2 separate regions of the Anser cygnoides genome follow, and region 1 is linked to region 2. A link is a contact called in public Hi-C data. All regions are on one chromosome and are shown on one strand. The core of a region is the stretch at or near the end of the contact, and the rest is flanking DNA. Distances in the headings are between cores, read along the strand shown. Region 1 holds the start of MYRF (myelin regulatory factor). Region 2 holds the start of LOC106048249 (olfactory receptor-like protein COR4).

Region 1 (6,634 bases), core at 953-3,452, 140 kb after region 2:
CGTATCGTTAACAGCCGCTCTTTAACAGCACCACCAAAGGGACCGAAGGAAGTAAGGAGCCACGTTGGGCTCTGCGAAAAACCTAAGCTCAGAGAAGTTCTTCAAAGGAAGTCACCGAGTAAGCGAATAGCAAAGATGGAGAAGTCTCCTTCAGCCCTGGTTTTCCTCACTCTCTGTTTTTACATAGACAAGATGCTTTTGGTTCAAGAAGGAGAAAGACAGAGAACTAGAACGACAGAAAGAAGGAGAAAATCAAAGAGAGAAAGACAAATATAACAAAGAGAAAGAAGGAAAGAGAAAGAGAAGAAGAGTCCCAGGATAGTTGAGGCTGGCAGGGACCTCCTGAGGCCATCTCGTCCAACCTTCCTGCTCAAGCAGGGTCACCTAGAGCACCTGGAAAGAAAGCCAGATGGACAGAAAAAGAAAGAAGCCCTCCAGCCTAAGTAAAGATGCTCTGGGAGAGAACGAAATTCCACTTTTACAAGCAAAAACAAGAGGCAAACGGCTGAAGCCTAATGCCTGTGGATGATGTTGGGGTGCTGAGCGAGGGCTGCGTGGGGTGCTGGGGAGGCGCACGGTGCGCCGAGGACAGCAGGTGGGTGGGCAGGGTTAGGAGCTTGGTCCCAGCGGCAACCCCAAAACAAAACGAGCCCCCTGAAGGCTGAGGAGAAAACAGGCGGGGAGCACATGATAAGAACCCGCGTGGCGAGGCTTCCGTCCTCGCTAATCCTGTCGCTCCCAGGAACCCAGAACCACGGCTGGAACAAAGAGGGGATGCTTCGGCCTCTGAGGGGACGCATTACTGAGGACACGGACACTAGGAGAGGGGAAAGCCAGAGGTAAGCAGCTCGAGCCACGGCTCAGTCCCAGCTTCTCCTGAGAGCATCTTCTGCTTGTGGCGCACCTTCCTCTTCCTCCACGGGTCCAGTCCTTTGGCCAGCCAGAAAAACGAAGGGGCTGTGGTGCTCCCACCCCGGTGGAGCGGAGCGAGCGCAGGCAGCACACTGCCCAGCGCCCCTGCAGCCAAAGCACAGCACAAGGACCCCTGGGGGAGTCCCATGCTCCAGACCTGACCCATGCATGCAGACAGCTCTCTGCCGACCGCGGGCCGAGCCACAGGCCGTGCTGCCACCAGCACCGGGACCTGTTGATGCAATGAAGCCTCGCCGGGACGGGTGTGTTGTCGCCCCTCGACAGGCCCACGGCCCACACAACCAAAACGTCCTCCTGGGAACGGGCCCACCAGAGAACAAGGGGCACGCGGCGTGGGGCGCAGCACCAGAAAGACAGAAACAAAGACAGTGAGCGGGGAAGAGAAGCAACGAGGGTCAACCAGGAAGAGAGGAACGTGCCAACAAAACCGGCCCAGGGAGAAGCTGCGCTGAGCCAAGGGAGGGACAAGAAAGGGCAGGAGGGTCCCAGCGCCTCCCCAGCAGCACGGCTCAGCCCTACGGACTCCCCAGCTGCTGCGAGCAACCACGTCTCACCCCTGCGTGACAAATTCTCTTAGCAATCACTTTTCCACCCCGGGCTTTGGTAAAAGCTGCCTCCAGTTCGCACTCACGTGAAGGAGGCTGCGCTCTGTGACGGGGTCCGGGCTGCGGGCGGACAGCAGAGCCCTACAGACACCGGTTGAGGCACCGGCTGTTGCGGGGTCCTCTGCCAGCCCCCCCCGACGGGTGCCGAAGACGGGCGACGTCCCCGCTGAAGCTGGCAGCGGGGAGCCCGTCCCGGCGGCCGCAGTGCGTGGGGAACACGAGTGGGCAGAAACTCGGCCCCGAGGCGAGCCGGGGGCGGCCAGGAGCCGCGACCCCTGCGCCGAAGTGGCTGCCAGGAGCCCGGCCCGAGGCACGGGGACGGTCCCCGCGGGGCAGCGGGCGGAGAGCGCAGCGCTGCCAGCCCCGGGGCGGCTCCGCGGGGCCCGGAGGATGCGAGCCGGGCCGGGAGCTGCCCAGGCGGCTCGGACCTGCCCCGGGGCTCCGCTTACCTTCAAAGAAGCGCTGCAGAGCCTCCGTCTCGTCCACCACCTCCATAGCTGTGCCATGCACCGGGCGGCCGGGCTACTGTCCGCCGCGGGGCATCCCCCGGGGCCGCTCCGCAGCGCTCCGCAGGGCTCCCGGAGCCGCCGGCGCCCAGCGCGGCCGCCGCTGCCCACCGGCCGGCCCGGGCTCGGGCTCGGGGCTGCGGCGCCGCGCTCCGCCTCCCTCCCTCCGGCCCCGGCCCCGGCCCCGGCCCCGGCCCCGCTCCGCCCCCGCCGCCCGGCGCCCCCCTGGCGGCCCCGGCGGGCAGCGCAGCCCGGGGGCGGCCCCACGGCGGCCGGGGGGCGGCCGGCGAGCGGAGCCGGGGCGCGGGGCGTAAATGAAGTCACAGTTGTCCGAGCGCAGTTAACCAAACGCCGGGCCCCTGCCAGGCGCAGACTGTGGGGCCATTCTCTTCTGGGCAGATAAAGCGCACAATGCGGTTTTGTCCGTCCCCACAAACCAATTCAGAAGGGCAGATTCTCTTACATATATAAATATATTTTTCTCGCTCCCACAGCTGTGCAGTGACCAATTCTTCTCTGGGGAGGGGAGGGGGGCTGAGGTTTGGGGAGAGTAATAGGTCTATTATTTCAGGGATGGAAAGAAAGAGCTCAACAGCCCTTTTTTCTTCTCTCTCCCTCTTTCCATTAAGACAATTGTTATTCTCCGTTACCCCACGGCCCTTGTTCCTGGGCACACGCACTCACATCCCCCCATCTTCGGGCACAAGCTGCGTGGGAAGGAAGCAAAACATTTTCTGTGTCGAAGTTTATTCTCGCCGTGGAGCCCGAGGGCCAGCCCGGCCAGACCCACATCTGCTCGGGGCCAGGCCAGGCACTAGGCCCTACCAGGTATTAGACCTCAGAATTAAATGCTCCTGGATCTAACGAAGGACCCCACCAGCTCCAAATGCAGCCAGGGCTAACTAGTGACTGGGTTCCTCTCCTGCCCCTGAGCTTGCCAGGACGTCTGGGAGGGAGGCATACATGTTAAAGATCACCTCCAGTCTCCTATGCACACAAGAAGTAGCTACACACAGGGTAAGATGCTCCTTGCCGTAAATAAGGGTATGCAAAGGAGGCCCTTTAGGATCCCTCACGTCTCGCGTGCATCTCTTCCATGTCCCTGTGAGTTCCCAAGCATCACCCGGACCTCTCTCCTGTAATAATTTACAGGAGTGGCAGGAGGGAGCCGGAGCTTCAGCTGCTCAGGCACAATAAAACAACAGGGGAAGGCCAAGGCTATTCTGGGTCACTTCACTGGTGGCTGCCAAAGCCAGCAAGAGAACCTGTAAACAGGCTGAGCTGGCAGAAGATCAAGTCCCTGCCAGATACGGCATTAGACCCTGAAGTTCAGTCCAAAGATGATCCAAAGACTTGAAAGGCGAATGACCCTCAGACCGATCCGCCTCGGATCCGTAACCCTCTGGATCACCTGCTCCATTCCCTGCCTGGGATTCTCCACCCCAAGGAGTGAATTCCCGTGCGGCGACCGGCTTCAGGCAGACCTCGGTGACCTCTCTGCTGTCCCTCAGCAGCCACACCACAGGCTGGGGCATAGCAGAGCAGCCAGATGCCGTCGTGCCCGCTCCCAGCCCACTGCCGAGCTGGGAGAGCCCTCCGAGAGCATCCCAATAGCGACTGGGACTCAGCAGAACAGCTACCAGCCTCGGCAAGCTGCCTCCCAACAAATACCCGGTGTACTTACGGGGGGAGCAAGATAAACGAATGCTCGGCTCCATTGTCCGCACCACAGAGTTATCATAAGAACAAGCAGGCCGATGGCTCAGAAATAATTTCTGAAATAACTCCGTGTCTTTGGGCAATAGCACGAAGCTTGCCAGGTATTTGCGCACTGCGCACAGCCGGAGTATCCCAGACTCAACGTGGTTTTACCTGTGTGGTGCCATTACCGTGGTATCACACACTTCATTATCTTAGTAGTAAGAGGCGTCAGTGATTAATAACCGCTACTCCCACTTCTCACGGCGAAGGCAGAAGTCCCAGCTGGCAACCCATGAAACACAAGCCACGTCTCCTGATCCCAAGCCAGTGCCCAGTCCCTTGGACCAGACTTCCCCCCAGGGCTGGTGCACCCATCTTTGCTGTGTCTGGACCACTCAAGGTATCGGCTGTCCGCCCTTCTCACCTTCGTTTTTTTCCTGCATGTTTGGATCTCTGTCCCAAGGAGTACTGCTGTCTCATTCCTGGACCTAACTAAAGGGAAAAGACAGTTTGGGCACGCGCTCCTGATGGCACCGAGGCACGCACTCAGGCTCGTCCCTTCTGGAAACGGGACAGTGCACCTGGCCCCTCACTGCAACGAGCTCCGACCCTGGCATGTCAGGGTCGTAATCGTGCAACCCCCAAGAAATACTGGAGAGTTTTGAGCCCAGAAACACTTAAAGGTATTTGATCTACTGTTGTTGCACACTAAGCAGCACCAGGGGATAGAAATCCAGCCCCCATCACAGGGGGCTGCTTTCCTTGCTGCCTCCCCTCTGCCACTCTCCCTCCCGCTCAGCCCGTGTCCTCCTGTTTCCCCGTCTCTCCCCCTCGGATACACACACACACTCCCTTCCTCATTTCCTCCGGGTCACGCTCTCTGTAAACACTGCTCTCTCTATGCCATGTGGTTGGTCGGGAGCTCGAGCCAAGGAGGGGGTGGAGGGATATTACTCATGGAAGGTGTGGCTGTTGCTCCCTCCAGCGCTAAATTTCAAAGTCCAATTGAAAAGAAAAAAATAATTCAGCAGTGCCCCCCACCCTGCCTCACACCCCGGCACCCCATCAAGCTTCTCAGACACAGCCCTAAGTCTTCTGGGTCTCCTATTACCTTCCCTTGAGCCACTGTCCCGGGGGCCAGGTTAGCAGGCACGAGCCCCCAGGAGCCAGAACCAGCAGCCCGGCTGAGGTGAGGTTCAGCGGAGCAGGGCGCTTGGGCACCAGACGTGGGGGTGCCCTGATGCGGCTGTGCCATCAGATGCCAAAGGAGATGCTGGAGGTGCTGGAACATTCGGCCCCTCACACTAATAGTTCCTGTGTTACGTACTCGGCGCGCGCACACCCACTGGTTTAGCACCTTCACGATATATCAGTTTCAAAGCTGGTTTAGAGCCCACTCTAGTTACAAGAAGCGACGGTGCTCAATTTCACCACAGAAAAAATCAGGGGGCAATGGGGTGCGCCCGTGTCGAAGCGGTCGTACACCAGCAGTCTTCGCGCCTTGTTCCTTTGTGTCCTCTTGGGAAGTGGGCTTACGAAACCGCCCTGTGCGTGCAGCTGTGCCTGCCCTGACTTTAGCCTGTGCTAGTCTGCCTCACCAGCATTTATCGGAGGCACAATTAGGGCAAACTCTACACATTTTACATGTACTAAATAGGACATACTGACACTTCCCCATGGACCCTGTGAACTGTGTTCAGGTGGCCTCCTTAGCTACGCAGTTTCGGAATGCTTCCTGTTGGATATGTCAGCCAGGACTCAGATTTAGTCACACTGCACACGGTTAAAAACGAAGATAAGGCACTACACATGCAGCCCCTGTGCCGTTTCCACAGGTTGCTGTAGCCACTGGGCTTAAAAAGCAGAGAAACTGTAATATGGCCAATTTACTGTCACCCTCGAAGTCTGCGAAGAAGGGCTGCAGAAAGCAGGCAATATTATTGCCAGTATTAGTACTTGTATAGTGTTTGGGTGGGAAAGGGGCTGCTGCGTAAGGGCTTCATGTGGGGATGGTCCATGCAGCCTCCCCTGCACTCTGCTCGGGGCTTGGAGTCAGCTCAGCCCCAGGGGCTGTGCAGGACTTGTATTTCCCATGGTTATTTGGCTGCACCAGGGGACGGGGAAACTTCTCTCCTTGACCCTACCTGACTTCCCTGGGGAAGAGCTGGTGCTCTTATCTGGTGTGACAATGCTTCTTTGAGCCAGCCAGCGAATTCAGTGTGATCACACGGTGATCCAGAACCTTCAAGCGAAGACTACAGCTTCGATTAGTAACGCCACGGGAATGCAGGCAATGAGGGGAGCCAGAAAGCTGGTGACAAAGCTCCCTCTCACGCAGCGCTGGCCTTGTGCACCCGTGTGCTCTGCCCCAGCCACGTCCCCGCAGGCTCCCACCTCCTGCACCCCACCTCCCCGAGCCCCAGTGCTGAGCAAGGCCACCAGAAAGCCAAGGGCCTTTCGCTGCCGGCAGCAGGAGCGTCAGGGAGACATCACTACTCACTCACTAACAGAGACCCCATTTGGGAACGAATCCTTTTGCGACTTCAGAGGTCTCACAGCAAGTCGGCAACAGAACCAGGCTCAGCTCCGGGGTTCTCTCGGTTGTTTTACAACGCTTAGTTTGCGGGATGGTGCTGGCAGGCAGAGCTGGGGAGCTTGCAGATCTCACCAGCTAACTGGTTCGAGGCACTTTGGGAAACCCTCAGATGAGCTCGGGAAGAGCTCGGGAAGAGCTCATCAGATTGACTGACCTGATTAAGGAATTCACAGAGCTCACAGCTGGATTTCAAGGGCTGCAAGGCAAGTGACAGTGCTTAGGAAAGACTCTGCAGGCGCAGGATTCAGACTTGCGTTCCATACAGCATGCTGCTCCTCTGGGATGCCGTCAGC
Region 2 (6,314 bases), core at 1,092-3,591:
CGGCATGGCCAGGAAGGCTGCGGGGTTGGGGGGCGATGGGCGCTGTGGTTCCTGCACCCCCTCTTTGGGAAATGACCCCATGCACCCCCAGCCTCTTTCACGGGGAGGGCTGAGGGGTCCCCAGCATGGCATGGCATGGCTTCATCCCCCCACCCCACCGCCGCCCCACAATTATGTGGTTTGGACCACGCGCCTGCCCTGCAGCGTGTGGGGCAGCCGGCACCCTGAATAGACCGAGTGCACCCCTTGGCTGAGCGTCGCGGGGACCATGCAGGGACCCTGGCACGGCTGTGCCACGGGTGGGTTTTACCTGTCATGGGTGGGCAGGATGCGGCCGCGGCTCCACCAGCTCCGGACTGCAGCCCCCCCAGCACACCGAGGGGGTTTTATCCCCCTGCTCGGGGGTGGAGACGAGGGGGCTGGAGCAGCAGCGGGGCCTCGGGGGCGGTGGGAGCACAGCCCCCCCCCTCCCACGCTGCCTTCGCGCCTTGATGCGACGGTGATGGACGAGGGATGAGCGGTGGCTTTGGGACCCTCAGCTGGGTCTGGGGGTACCCAGGGCTGGGGAAGGAGCAGGTGCGGGGATGTGACCGGTGCTACAGAGTGGGGGCGAGTCCCCAAATGCCATGGGGCCCCTAACACAGCTGGGGTGACGGTGACGCCGCCTTTGGGATCAGCACCCCAGAAGCACCGGGTTTTGGGGAGCGGGACCGGAGCAGACTGTGTGTGGGGGGCACCACCTCTCTGAGCCCCCCCATCCATCACCGCCCCGCCTGCATCCCCTGCGGCGCTGGCTCGGCCCCATCCATCTCCCGCTGTCAGCCGTGGGCCGGCATCGAGCGGGAGATGAGGAGGTGCGAGCGGCGATGTGACAGCAGAGGCAGGGGCTCGGCACGGCTGAGCCACGGTGTCGTGGCCCCCGCAGCCGATTTTTCTGCTTTCCCCTGGTTTTCAGCAAAGGCTGCCCAAGATAACCTCTCCAGTCACCATCAGCAGGGGGTTTTGGGACTGGGGGGTTGGACACCGTGCAGCAAACCTGGCTTTTAGCAGCTGCTCCTTGGGAGAGAGGCCTCCAGATGCCAGAAAATGGGGTGGTTGGCTTAAAAAAACCACAAGGCTTGTGAAAGTGGCTGCTTCGGGGTGTCAGCATCATTCAGTTTCACTTCTTCCTTCCCAGGGCTGCAAGCCTCCTATTTTGGGGCCATGAATGCAGAGATTCCGCTGGCACTTGGGTGCTTGCCCACTGGTGCCCCGCAGGGGGCTTCCTACAGCCCGAGGTTCTCAAGGTGGTACATCTGGGCCTGGTACTTGCCTAACCTGACCCCACTTGGCACAGCTTCTCCTCGCCACGAAGCCAGGCGTGACCCCAAGCATCACGGAGCGTAGAAGGGCTGCGCACAGCCTCTGCAGGGTCACGGAAGGAACCATCCTGGAAACCCTTTGCAGGCAGAGGAAGGACAAGAAGGTGGCAACGAGGAGCCAACGTGGACTTACAGAGGGGAAATCACACCCAACCCACCCGGGTGGCTTGGATGTCGAGGTGGTGGCCCTGTGGGCAATAAGGAGAGCAGTGGGGGATATTTGCTTCGGCTTTAGCGAGGTCACCACCATCTCCCACCGGCTCCTCGTAGCTAAATTTGCAAGCTATTGGCGTGCATACAGGGAGCTGAAGATAGGTGGAAAAGTGTTCTGTCGCCCGTGCCCAGCTCCCTGTCGTGATAACGTCAATCTGCACACTGGTGAAGCTGTTGTGACCTTTGGGGTGTTTAAGCAGCGGACATGGCCGGCCGCGTGGTGGTCTGGGGTTTGCTTTAATGAGAGCCCGAAGCCCCCTTGATCTTGCCATCTCCTCTGGGTACACTGCTTCTCCAAGCCAAGGTGCGCAGAGATAGGATAATGACCTGCTTTGGGCTTTGCCCCTCTCCTGGGGCTCTCGGCCCCCAAATCCCTGGGTGACGTGATAGTGGGGGCGTTCGCTGATGGTGGTTAGATACCCAGCTGCCCCGCAGAGCCTCGGGCAGGCATGTCTTTGTGTCCATCCCCGAGATCCTCACCAGGGAAGCAGAAGGAGACACCTCCGAAATGTGAGTGAGCCTCGCAGCGCCCATCTCACCCAGTTTTCTCTTGCAAGAAGGAAAGAGCTCAGAGAGGGCAAGCGATAAGGACACGCGTGTGGGTTTTGTGTCCCTCACCGCCGGGCACCTGCGCTGTGAGCGTCCGTGCATGGCTGTGGGACAGGGAGGTTGTGGGCACTGCTGGTGTGGCTCAGCTGGGCAAAGCATCGTATGCTCATTTTTGTTCTTTGAGCCTTGCCTTTGCTTTCCATGGGAGAGAGGAGGGCACGCTCGGGGGGCTTCCTCTGCCCACTGGCCACGAAGGGCTGCTGGATGGGGACCAGAAGCTTTCCTGTAAAGAACACCCATGGAGCTCACTCCCTAAGGCAGGGGGCAGGTTGAAAGGGTGTTTTTTTTTTTTTTTTTTCCCCAAAAAGTATTTTCAAGGCGGGATTGTTCAGCTTTTGGGGTTGACTGTTGCTCTAGAAAAATCCCCATTTCTCTAAAAACAGGAGAGAGAACCAGAAAAAAAAAATTATAGCTAAAAGAGGCTATCAGGAAGCCAAGACAAACCTCTGTGTCCCCAGGGCTCACAGTTAAGAAGAAATCCCAGCAAAGAAGGAAGAAGCAGGTGGGTGGCATGTGCCTAAGAGAGCAAGGGTGAATAATTGGTGCCACACTGTAAGAGCACTGTGTTTCTCTGCCTTTCACTGCATTTGTCCCTGTTTCAGCTCGAGTGGGATGGCCTCAGAGTGAGCGCCAGCCGTGCTGTGCAGCTCAAGCAGAGTTTGGGTTTTGCAGCACCCTGTTTGTGTTACCCACGCGGCGTTATGTCTCTCGGCAAGCTGTCTCTAATTGATCCGTGCCTGAAATCTTCCTTTAGGTCTTGTCTCCAAACAGGGCCCACTGGGGAGAGGGCTTTTTGCCTGGGAGATACCTGCCTGTAGCAGAAGAAACTGCCAGCAAGGAGATCACGATCGTGCTTCACGCAGAAAGCGTGCGTTGAGCTAATGGCAGGAAGTAACTGCACCCGAGTGACCGCGTTCAGTCTAACAGGGCTCGCCGACGACCCCGGGGCTCAGACTGCCCTCTTCCTGCTGTTTCTGCTCATCTATATTGTCACCATCCTGGCGAACCTGGGGATGCTCGTGTTAATCATGGCCAGCCCGCGGCTCCACATCCCCATGTATTATTTCCTGGGCAATCTGGCTTTTGTAGACCTCTGTTCTTCCACCGCTATCGCCCCCAAGATGCTGGCTGACTTTCTGTCGGAGAAGAAGTGCATTACTTACGCTGGGTGTGTAGCTCAGGTGTTCATTTTCGACCTTTTGGGGGTGACTGAGGGCTTCCTGCTGGCCATGATGGCGTATGACCGCTACGTGGCCATTTGCTATCCCCTGCTGTATTCGGTCACCATGTCCCCAAAATGCTGTTTCCAGCTGGTGACCTGCTCGTACCTCATGGGGCTGACAAATGGCATGGGGCAGACCATTGGCATGTTGCGTTTATCCTTCTGCAGCTCCAGCATCATCGAGCACTTCTTCTGTGACATTTCCCCTCTGATATCGCTCTCTACCTCTGACACTACCCTCAACCAAATTATACTAAGGATTTTAGCATCTCTATTCGGCGTCTCCAGCGGCCTTGTTGTGCTGCTCTCCTACATCGCCATCATCTCCACCATCCTGAGCATCCGCTCAGCCGAGGGCAAGTGCAAAGCCTTCTCTACTTGCGCCTCCCACCTGACTGTTGTGAGCATCTTCTACGGGACATCAATCTTTATGTACCTAAAGGCCAGCTCAAGGGATGATAAGCATGCAGCAGTGCTCTACACCGTGGTGACCCCCATGCTGAACCCCTTGACCTACAGCCTGAGGAACCAGGAGGTGAAGGACGCTTTGAGGAGACTCACAAAAATGAAAAGATATTGTATGTTGTACATGTATGGCTAAGCAGAATAAAGATGTGAGTGACGTGCTCAGTTTTTTGGTTAAATAAGGTGTTTTTCTCACAGTGAGCAGCATAGGCTGTCCCTTCTGCTCAGCACATCGGGGCAAACGAGGTGAATCATGTTGTTCCAGGAAATCTAGCTCTCTTTCAAGGAAGTGTTGTAAAGTCGTTAAGGGCCAGCAAAGCTGGCCTCAGGACGGAAACACCTTTGTCAAGAAAAAGAAAGATGACAGCAACTAACTGGTATGCTACGTGGGAAATGTTTTTCCTTGTTTATACTCAAATCTCATTCAATGATTAACAGATAAAAAATTAAGTATGGTGGTCAGGTGACCTCTGTTGTGAATGAAGGCACGCATGCAAAGCATTTGTGTACTGCAGCAAGGGCTCCCTCCAAGGGTAGGTGCTACCAAACAGCCCCTGCCCACTGCTCCACTCCTTTGCCTTTGGTCTTCACGTGGACAGTGAGACAAGGCATGGTCCCCATGGTACCCTGCCCACAATAGCTCATGGGAACCATGGTGCTCTTCTCCTTCAGGCCCCAAACCACCCAAAGTTTTGCACCCATGCCAGCCTGGACTGGTGCTGATGCCTGCCCTGAAGCCTCTCCTGCTGCTTTCCTGCAGACGATGCACAAGCCGGTGCTGCCTCACTGTGTGCATGAAAAAAAAAAAAAAAAAAACAAATGCTCCAGTTTGGGTTTCACCTCAGCCATACCATACCATCTGTAAGGACTGTGGTGACGCCTGGAGCTCTGGTGATACCCTAGGGCCATGCAATAGTTTGGGTTGGCGGTGCGGCAGGGCAGAGGCTGCTTATCTGGATTAAATCAAATCTGGATGGCGGTGACCTGACGATCTGTTGACACACGGCTAGCCCAGACCTATGCATTCAGGGACATGTTAGGCAGCAGGTCTGAGTCCTCCTTTGTTTCCTGAGAATCTTGATAACTCCTGGTTACTCTTTAATCCAGCCCATCGTTGTCTTTCCCATCACTCTGGAGCAAACACACTCTCGGAGCACGCTGGGTGTCTCCCTCTCAGGGTTCGCTCTCCCATTCCTGGCTTATCAGCTCTGCAGCCGCCCTGCCGAGGGGGGCACCTCACTGGGGTTTCCCATGTGGCAAATTCACCCTAGGAAATCTCAGCCTGAGCTCCTTCCTCGGCCCTAACGTGAAGCCTGTGGGGCGCTTGCTGGTGGTATCAAGGCAAAGTGAAGTTCTTGGTGCACTGCCGATCCCCCGTGCTCCTGCTGCTCCACCACTGCCATCCTCAGGATGCTGTTTAACCTAGGCAAAGGGACAATTGCCACATATTTCTTTTTGTAGAAGCTTCTACGCTATTTTAATGTTTTGTTTATGGCCCCAGCGTGCCTCGTCTTGCTGCTGTGACCTGCGGCTGTTATTTGGCAGTGCGGGAAATACAATATTTAATGAACATGGCCCCCAGGCTTTGTGTCCAGCCAGTCTCACCTCCACCCTCCTCTGAATTTAAATGCAAACAAGAACTTTTGGTGTGCTAAAATACAAGTCTGTGGCTCCAGCACGTCTGCTTGGCTCTTCGTGGCTTCCTGACTGAGCCCTGTCTCACAGAGCCAAATGACACCATTTTCCTGCCCATCCTGCAAGCCGTGCCTGCTGTCCTTGGGGAAACCAGAAAGAGCTTCCTAATCCTGACGAGTGGGGAGCAAACGAGCAGCGAGCAGAGATGGGGCTGGCACCTGCATCTGCTCTGTTGGGCTGCCAGTTGCTTTGGCAGCCTCTCCTCTCGACGGGCAGGATACGTCCTCAAAAACTGTTGTAGCTTTGTCTCTGTGTCGTCGCAAACGCTCCTCCTACTTTAGATGCAAATGAGCTTCCAGCTGAAGTTTGTTTTACTTAAGGAGGCAGAAATAAGGCAACAAACAGTGGTTTAACCCTGGTTATTGTGTCTTCAGGGTCTTGCTTCTGAAATTGTACCCTGCAGAAAGCAGGTGCTGGATCTTAGAGATCCGCTGGAGCTCTCTGTTTTAGGTGGAGCTACCTTAATTCTGGTTAAATCTGATTTAAACGTAAGCCCGAGCAAATGCTGCTATCTCAGGTGTAGGATCCACGTCCCCTTTTTTACTCGGTGATTAGGGCTGGGAGTCACCTCAAATGGAAAGGACGTGGCTCTTAGCATCAAGCAGCATCGTGTCACCAACCAGCCAGAGGAGATGCATTATGGGGCCTGGTGCTCACCAGCGCGGATTAACTCGGTGAGGAGGTTGACATCAGAGGCAGCCTGGGCTGCCTTGAGGAGTTAATGACCTTGAGGAACATGAGCCTGGCAA

Evidence for each region. Hi-C and Micro-C count contacts between places; a contact is called where the count stands out from the background.
Region 1: a contact with region 2 is called in a Hi-C map of liver, with 1.8 times the contacts expected there. The contact joins the promoter of MYRF here to the promoter of LOC106048249 in region 2. A contact is called at or near these places in 2 of 7 Hi-C or Micro-C datasets (both in liver).

Annotation. Positions count from the first base shown.
Region 1 is chr5:36,407,827-36,414,460 of Taihu_goose_T2T_genome, forward strand. It overlaps MYRF (myelin regulatory factor), which reads right to left and starts at 2,203. Exons shown (of 26, transcript XM_066998806.1): 1 at 1,988-2,203. The coding sequence starts at 2,033.
Region 2 is chr5:36,266,902-36,273,215 of Taihu_goose_T2T_genome, forward strand. It overlaps LOC106048249 (olfactory receptor-like protein COR4), which reads left to right and starts at 2,342. Exons shown (of 1, transcript XM_066998881.1): 1 at 2,342-4,143. The coding sequence starts at 3,065. The coding sequence ends at 4,006. It overlaps TBX10 (T-box transcription factor 10), which reads right to left and starts at 6. Exons shown (of 6, transcript XM_048053128.2): 1 at 1-6. The coding sequence starts at 6.